Regions from separate parts of the Pan troglodytes genome. Here region 2 is linked to region 1. A link is a contact called in public Hi-C data. All regions are on one chromosome and are shown on one strand. The core of a region is the stretch at or near the end of the contact, and the rest is flanking DNA. Distances in the headings are between cores, read along the strand shown.

Evidence for each region. Hi-C and Micro-C count contacts between places; a contact is called where the count stands out from the background.
Region 2: a Hi-C map of induced pluripotent stem cells shows a contact between it and region 1, with 2.6 times the contacts expected there. The contact joins the promoter of RSPO3 here to the enhancer-like site in region 1. A contact is called at or near these places in 3 of 7 Hi-C or Micro-C datasets (induced pluripotent stem cells and stem cell-derived neural progenitor cells) and 1 of 1 datasets of contacts at active chromatin or transcription factors (stem cell-derived excitatory neurons).

What each region holds. Positions count from the first base shown.
Region 1 is chr5:138,238,721-138,242,318 of NHGRI_mPanTro3-v2.0_pri, forward strand. All of the region lies in intron 2 of CENPW (centromere protein W), which reads left to right. Among named protein-coding and RNA genes, the nearest start is that of CENPW, 22 kb to the left of the region's middle. Within about 2 kb of position 1,676, at least 2 of the 24 cell types and tissues checked have an H3K27ac peak or open chromatin away from gene starts, as enhancers often do. A contact at or near this core is called in induced pluripotent stem cells, where this site is marked.
Region 2 is chr5:139,005,643-139,009,240 of NHGRI_mPanTro3-v2.0_pri, forward strand. It overlaps RSPO3 (R-spondin 3), which reads left to right and starts at 1,541. Exons shown (of 5, transcript XM_001166327.8): 1 at 1,541-2,215. The coding sequence starts at 2,119.

The DNA.
Region 1 (3,598 bases), core at 426-2,925:
TGGGTGCCCTAATGTTGGGTGATTACATAATTAGGATAGTTATATCTTATTGTTGAATTGTTCTGTTTATCATTACATAATGCCCGTCTTTGTCCTTCCTAATAGTTAGTGGTTTAAATTGTTTTGTCTGATAACAAGAATAGCAACTCCTGCTTTTTTCTTTTCTTTTTTTTTTTTTACATTTGCATGATAGAACTTTCTTTATCCCTTTATTTTGAGCCTGTGGGTGTTGTTACTTGTGAGATGGGCCTCTTGAAGACAGCAGATAGTTGGGTCTTGTCATTTTATCTGAATTACAACTCTATTCCTTTTAAGTGGAATGTTTAGCCCATTTACATTCGGGCCTGGTATTGGTATGTGAAATTTTGATCCTGTCATTGTGTTAGCTGGTTGTTAGGTAGACTTGATTGTGTAGGTGCTTTATATTGTCTGTGGGCTATGTGCTTAAGTTTGATTTTGTGGTAGCAAAACATATTTCAGTTCCATATTTAGCACTCCCTTAAAGACATCTTATAAGGCCGGTCTAATTGTAACAAATTCCCTCAGTGTTTGCTTGACTGGGAAGGATTTTATTTTTCCTTCGCTTATGAAGTATAGTTTGGTATGATACTAAATTCTTGGTTGGAATTTCTTTACTTCAAGGATGCTGAAAATAGGTTCTCAGTGTCTTCTGGCTTGTAAGATTTCTGCTGAGAGATCCACTGCTAGCTTGATGGGGTTCCTTTTGTATGTGGCCTGACCTTTCTCTCTAGGTGTGTTTAAGATTTTTTTCTTTTTCATTGACCTTGGAGAATCTGATGACTCTATGCCTTAGGAATAGTTGTCTCCTATAGTACCTAGCTAGGGTTCTCAGTATTTCTTGAATTTGCATGTCAACCATTCTGGCTAGATTAAGGAAATTTTTGTGATATGTAACCTCAAATATATTTTCCATGTTACTTATTCTCTCTCCTCTCTCAGGAATGTCAATGACTTGTAAGTTTGGTATCTTTACATAATCCCATATTTCTCAGAGATTTTGTTAATTTAAAAAAAAATTTTTTTTTCTCATTTGAGTTGATTTGAAGAACTGGTCTTCAAGCTCTGGGGTTTTGTTTTTTGTTTTTTGTTTTTTTTTTTTGTTTGTTTGTTTGTTTCCCCTAACTTGGTCTATTCTGCTGCTACTACTTTCTATTGTATTATGAAATTTCCATAGTGAATTTTTAGTTCCAGAAGGTCAGTTTGTTTCTTTCTTATAATGGTTATTTCATCTTTCAGCTCTTGGATCATTTTACTGGATTCCTTGGATTGGGTCTCAACTTTCTCATAAATCTCAATGAGCTTCTTTGCCATCCAGATTCTGAATTCTGTGTGTGTCATTTTGGTCATTTCAATCTGGTTATGAACCATTCCTGGGGGAGTAGTGGGCTTATTTGGAGGTTAAGGGGACATTCTGACTTTTTGAATTGCCAGAATTCTTGCACTGATTCTTTCTCATCTGGAGGGGCTAGTATTCTCTTAACTGTGGTATAGTTTGAATATAGTAAGTTGGGTTCATTTCGCGATGCATTCAGAGGGTCATGACTCTGTATGGGATTTTTATTTGTGGATGAATTCTTATACTTGTTTTCACAGGGATGTATATTAGATAATTTTGGTGTTATAGTTTCAGCTGTTATCCAGTAGATGGCGCTTAAGACGCTTAAGAGTAATTGCGGGTAGATGGGCTCTTAATCAAGATGTGTGGCTCTTTTCTATTTCTTTCTTTCTTTTTTTCTTTTTTTTGAGACGGAGTCTTGCTCTCGCCCAGGATGGAGTGCAGTGGCGCAGTCCCGGCTCACTGCAAGCTCCGCCTCCTGGGTTAATGCTTTCTTCCTCAACCTCCAGGGGAGCTGGGACTACAGGCGCCGGCTACCACGCCTGGCTCATTTTTTGTATGTTTAGTAGAGATGGGGTTTCACCATGTTAGCCAGGATGGTCTTGATCTCCTGAGCTCGTGATCCACCCGCCTTGGCCTCCCAAAGTGCTGGGATTTCAGGCGTGAGCCACCGCGCCCAGCCTCTTTTGTATTTCTATGTTCATAACCATGCTCTGTGGTGGGCAGAGAGATGACACCCTCACCAGGCCTGCTCCTGGGCATTTAGGGAATCCCCTTGGTCACTAGCACCACTCTCATTTTTCTTTTGTTGAGTGTTCCAGGCTGTGGGACTTCATCAGGTAGAGGCCAGGACAGGGAGATAGACTACACTCTTTCTGAACTGGTACTGTGGAAAGAGGCATGCCCCACTGCCACACATCTTGTCCCTCTTACTGCTGTGAAAATGGGGGCTCCTCTGCTTAAGTGCCGGCCACAACTTTCAGCTCAGTACTCCAGAGCTGTGTGCCACAGCCCTGGCAGGCTGGGAGGGCCAGTGGCTTAGGGCTGGGCTCTGGCTCTGCTGGGGGATACAAAGTGCTCTCCGGAAAGTACTCAGGTGTATTAGAGCACTCAGGCTGGGCCCTGGAGGCTGCGCTGTGCACACACTTCTATGGAGTGGGTCGACAGGGGCCCTGGGAGGGGCTGGTGGGCAGGAGGGCCTGTAGAACTGATGCACCCCAGTCCTGCAGGAAAGCCAGTCTTGCCCTTTCCTGGCTTGGTAGTCAGCTGGGGCTGGAGCTTCTCAGAGGGAGATGACATGCCGTGGGAGTGAGCATCTATGGCTGCCCTTTGTTGGAGCCACCCTATGCACAAAAGCTCATGGGCTCTGTGCCAGTTGAGGCCCTGTCTGCTTACTCCCTGGCCATATTCCTCTGCCAATTCACAGGCCCATGGGGGTGTGGGGTTCCCTGTAGCTAGGATCCCAGTGGTCTGTAGTGAGATTGAGCTGTCCCTCAGTCCCTTCACTCCTTCCCTAGGAGCTGTTTGGTGCACCCGATTCAGTCTCAGTGCTCAGCTTCCTCTTCAGCCTCAGTGTTACTTGTCTCTTCATCCACCCTCAGTGTTTTCTCTCCAAAGATCTACCCAGATTATGTTGGTTTACTTGTTAATTCGTTCTCTCTCAGTGGGAACAGCGCTTCGTGGCTTTGTCTAGTGCTATCTTGTCCCCCACCTTGATTAAATATAACAGTTCTGAGTGCACTAGTATCTTTAATTTTGCTTATATAAGAGCCCTAAAGGAGAAAAACTGTTTTGTTGATAACCTTTCTAAGTCTCTGTAGCATTTAATTCTTTTTTCTATGTCTTGTCTTCTGATTTCTTCTCCTATGATTTCCTGTAATTTCTTTTAAAATTGTACTGAAAACAGGCTTTTTGGAGTTAAGATTCATACTGGAAACACTCTTATTGATTTGTCCAAAGCTACCCGTAAGAGAAATACTGCTGGTGGAAGATGGTTGCTTCAAAGATATCTTTTGTATGGAGCTGGGACAGTTTTGGCTTGCATGCTGAAATTTTGTTTTAAAAACATATTTCTAGTTAATCTAAAAATATACTTCAAAATAAAAATTACTTATGTTAGTCTCAATTTGAAGATTATTTGTGGATTAACAGCCACCAAGATCTGTTTCTTTAATGAACAACAACACTACCTAGAGACAGTGTACTGCTAAGTGGAGAGTTTCTGGGATTTCTGTATTGAGT
Region 2 (3,598 bases), core at 291-2,790, 770 kb after region 1:
GTGTCACTTGCTACTCTGCAAGGCTTTAGCAATTGACTTACACTGAATTATTTGAGCACAAAAATTAGCAAAGCACCTATGAATCAGGGACTCTTTCAAAGTGACCTCCCAGAAGTTTGCTGCTGTGTTAACCTGTAGTGCTAGTGTAGTCCTTCAGATATTCTGTTAAATATAATACATAGGGCAGGCTTATGTTAAAATCACTTGAGGCTTGTGACTTTCGACTAAATACTTCTTCAGTAATTACTGAAAAGTTCATCGGCTGGTGCTACCGGAGAAAAGACGTGGAAAGCTCACCATTTACTAACGACAGCCAGGGTGTGCCCCACTCAGGGGTGCCGGCCCTCTGTTCTCCCATCCCTGGGTGGGCCAGAGCATCTTACTCTCTGCTGCCTTGGGCCTCCACTTGGGCTGGGAAGATAAGAAAGTAGTGGACCTTCCCCTTCCTTCCCCAAGACTGGGAAAATCTTTCCAAATCTTATTCCCAGTCTTCCAGATGCGAGATTAAAATGTACAACAGATCCTCTCAAGAACACTGGGAGACCGAGGGTGGGAGAGAAAACTCCAAGGGGGGCGAGCTGACTATAGAGGGAATTGCCTGAGCGGGAAAGGAATCTTCCAAAGCCACAGAAAAGCCTTGGTTTGGAAGAAAGCCGTAGCACAGCTGCATTTCCAACGGGAAGGTCCTGAGCGCACACACTTCTGGGTCCTCCCCGCTCGGAGCAGGTAAACCTCAGAGTAGCTGACCGGCAGCACCCACAGAGTTTCCTCCCCACCACCCGCCTGGCGACCAACTGCAGCCGAAAAGAAAGAAAGAAAGGAAAGAAAGAAAGAAAGAAGAAGGAAGGAAGGAAGGAAGGAAGGAAAGAAGGAAAGAAAGAAAGAAAGAAAAAGAAAGAGGAAGGAAGAAAGAAAGAAAGAGAGAGAGAGAGAAAGAAAGAAAAAGAAAAAGGGAGAAAGGCAACAGAGGAGAAGGTCAGGAAAGCCGGTAACAAGTCAGCAGCCAGAAACTCTCCAGCGATCTGCCAAGGGGGAGAGGGTAGTTGCGCGCCGGCGCTGGGGATGGGGTGGGGGCGCGGGGGCACAAGGGCGCAGGGGCGCACGGCCACCAACAGCCGGGTGCGCCTAGCTTGAGGCCGCGGAGAGGAGCCGAACTGGGATGGGTGGGGGGGTCTTCGGCCTCAACACTGCCTGCCAGCCCCAGTGCGCCCAAGTCTCCCCGCCAGAGCTGCCCTTCTGGAGGGGCTCTTCGCACGCACTGCTTTCCCCATTCTTCTGGCTGGAATTCTCCCGCCGTCACTGCAGTGTCCAGAGATGCTGCGCTGTAGACTCGGGACCCCTTAGGCGCCTCTTCCCGTCCCTCTGCCAAAGCGCAACGCCTGTACTTTTCCAGCTCCCTCTTTCCCTCTTGAAATTGAAAGTTATTGAGGTCGCTCAGGGTTGTTGCTCCAGCAGTTTCCTTCCCCGCCCCCGAGCTCCCCCCGCCCCCCACAGCCATCCCCCCTCCTCTCCCCCTCCCTGCCCTCCTCTCCCTCCCCCCTCCCTGCCCTCCTCCTCCTCCTCCCCTATGTGGTGCTCCCGGGAGCCCAGCCCAACACTGGAGCGTCTCCTGCTCGCGCACGCCAGAAGCAGCTCGGGGTCTCTCCGCCGCCCCTTGGCCATGGCCGCTGTGCCGACGGCGCCCGCTCCCCTGCGCTCCCGGGGCCCCCGCCGCTGCAGCCGCAGCCGCCGCAGCTTCTGAGCCCAAGGGGCCGCCGCTGCCGCCGCCGCCGCCGCCGCTCGCCCGCCCGGATCCCGCCTGCGGCAGTTGCCGCACAACATGCTACCTGCGGCCGCCCCGGCGGCTCCTGGAACCCCGGTTCGCGGCGATGCCAGCCACCCCAGCGAAGCCGCCGCAGTTCAGTGCTTGGATAATTTGAAAGTACAATAGTTGGTTTCCCTGTCCACCCGCCCCACTTCGCTTGCCATCACAGCACGCCTATCGGATGTGAGAGGAGAAGTCCCGCTGCTCGGGCACTGTCTATATACGCCTAACACCTACATATATTTTAAAAACATTAAATATAATTAACAATCAAAAGAAAGAGGAGAAAGGAAGGGAAGCATTACTGGGTTACTATGCACTTGCGACTGATTTCTTGGCTTTTTATCATTTTGAACTTTATGGAATACATCGGCAGCCAAAACGCCTCCCGGGGAAGGCGCCAGCGAAGAAGTAAGTGCAGGGTTTTTTACGCGTTTGCTCCCTCCCGCCGCGTTCACCTGTCGGGTCGCTTTGCCTGTCCGGAGCCGGCTCCCAACTGCAGCGGTCCTCCCGCCCCGCGCCTCGCACAGGAGATGCAGGTTCGGGCTTTGGGGGTATGGACGGCGTCTTTCACCCTTGCCTCTCGGCGCCCCTGCCTTCCGCAGCATCCTAGCCGGTGCGAGGGGCGGGCGGACGCGGCGCTAAGGTGGCTCCCGCCCCATGGTAACTTCAGGTTCGCGGGAAAGTTCGGTCCTGGGTTAGACTCGCACCCGGGATTTGTGCTTTCCTTTTGAGGATCGGACAGGGGCACCCAGCCGAAGGCACTTGGGACGCCCAGACGCAGGATGCCCCTGACCGCTGAGTAAATGCCAAGGGAGGCGCGGCCGCGGTACCCGCTCACCTAGCGCAACCGCCTCGCGCGGGGAGACCTCGGCTGGGCCCTTAGGCTGGACTCCGGTAGCCGAACGCCCGCTACCCGGCCAGGAAGCCAGGGAGCGAGCGCCTGCGCGGCCGCATCCCCGACACGCACCAGCGGAGCCAAAGGGCGCGCGAGGCGATGGGGTTCGCGTGTCTGCGCGTTTGCAGAGCTGCCGGACGTCCCCCGCCCGAGGGTTGAAGACAGCAAAACCCCAGCTGTGGGGAGCCGGAGGTGCGGAGTTTCCAGGTTCTCTCTTGTCACATGTGAGCGTCTGTACCATCTCTGGCCCTTTCAAGTGTGTCCCCTGAGACACACACGTACAGAGAGTGGGGTCTCCCTAAAGATTCGCCTCCTCGCTGCCCTTAATGCTGTTATTTGGAGGGTTGGATTGTGATGGCTTCTTAAGACGGTGTCCTAGCTGGAATTAAGCGGACACCACCACGGCAGCCTCAACCTGGGTTGGTCTGTCTGAAAGGTAGAATCTTCCCAAGATGAAGGGACAGATGCGAAGGTGTCACCTCTCCTCGCTCCAGGGTAGCCTGGCGCCCTCGCTGCTCTAGTGTCTGTGTTCCCATGGGGAGTCCTTTCGCAGATCTCAGAGCAGGGGCGACTCTGGCTCTATGGTTGGGGGCGCTGGTGGAGAGAGGGAGGAGGAAACCTCTCCTGGAGCTCGCGAGGGGCAGGAAGCGATGCTGCTGCTCTGGGCTCTCGCACCTCCGCGGCGTGCAGCCCAGGCCCAGCGGCCCCACCTGGTTTCCCAAGGGGATCCCTCTCCCAGCGTCCCGCCCGGGAAGCCTTTCGGGGCAGACGTCGGGGCAGCGCGGAGGACACAACACCGGCTTGTGTGAGATGGAAATTTAGTAATCGCTTCTCGGCCGCTGTTTGTCCCTGCCCTGCCCCTGGGCATGAGGGTCCCCTGAAAGCTCCCTTTGTAT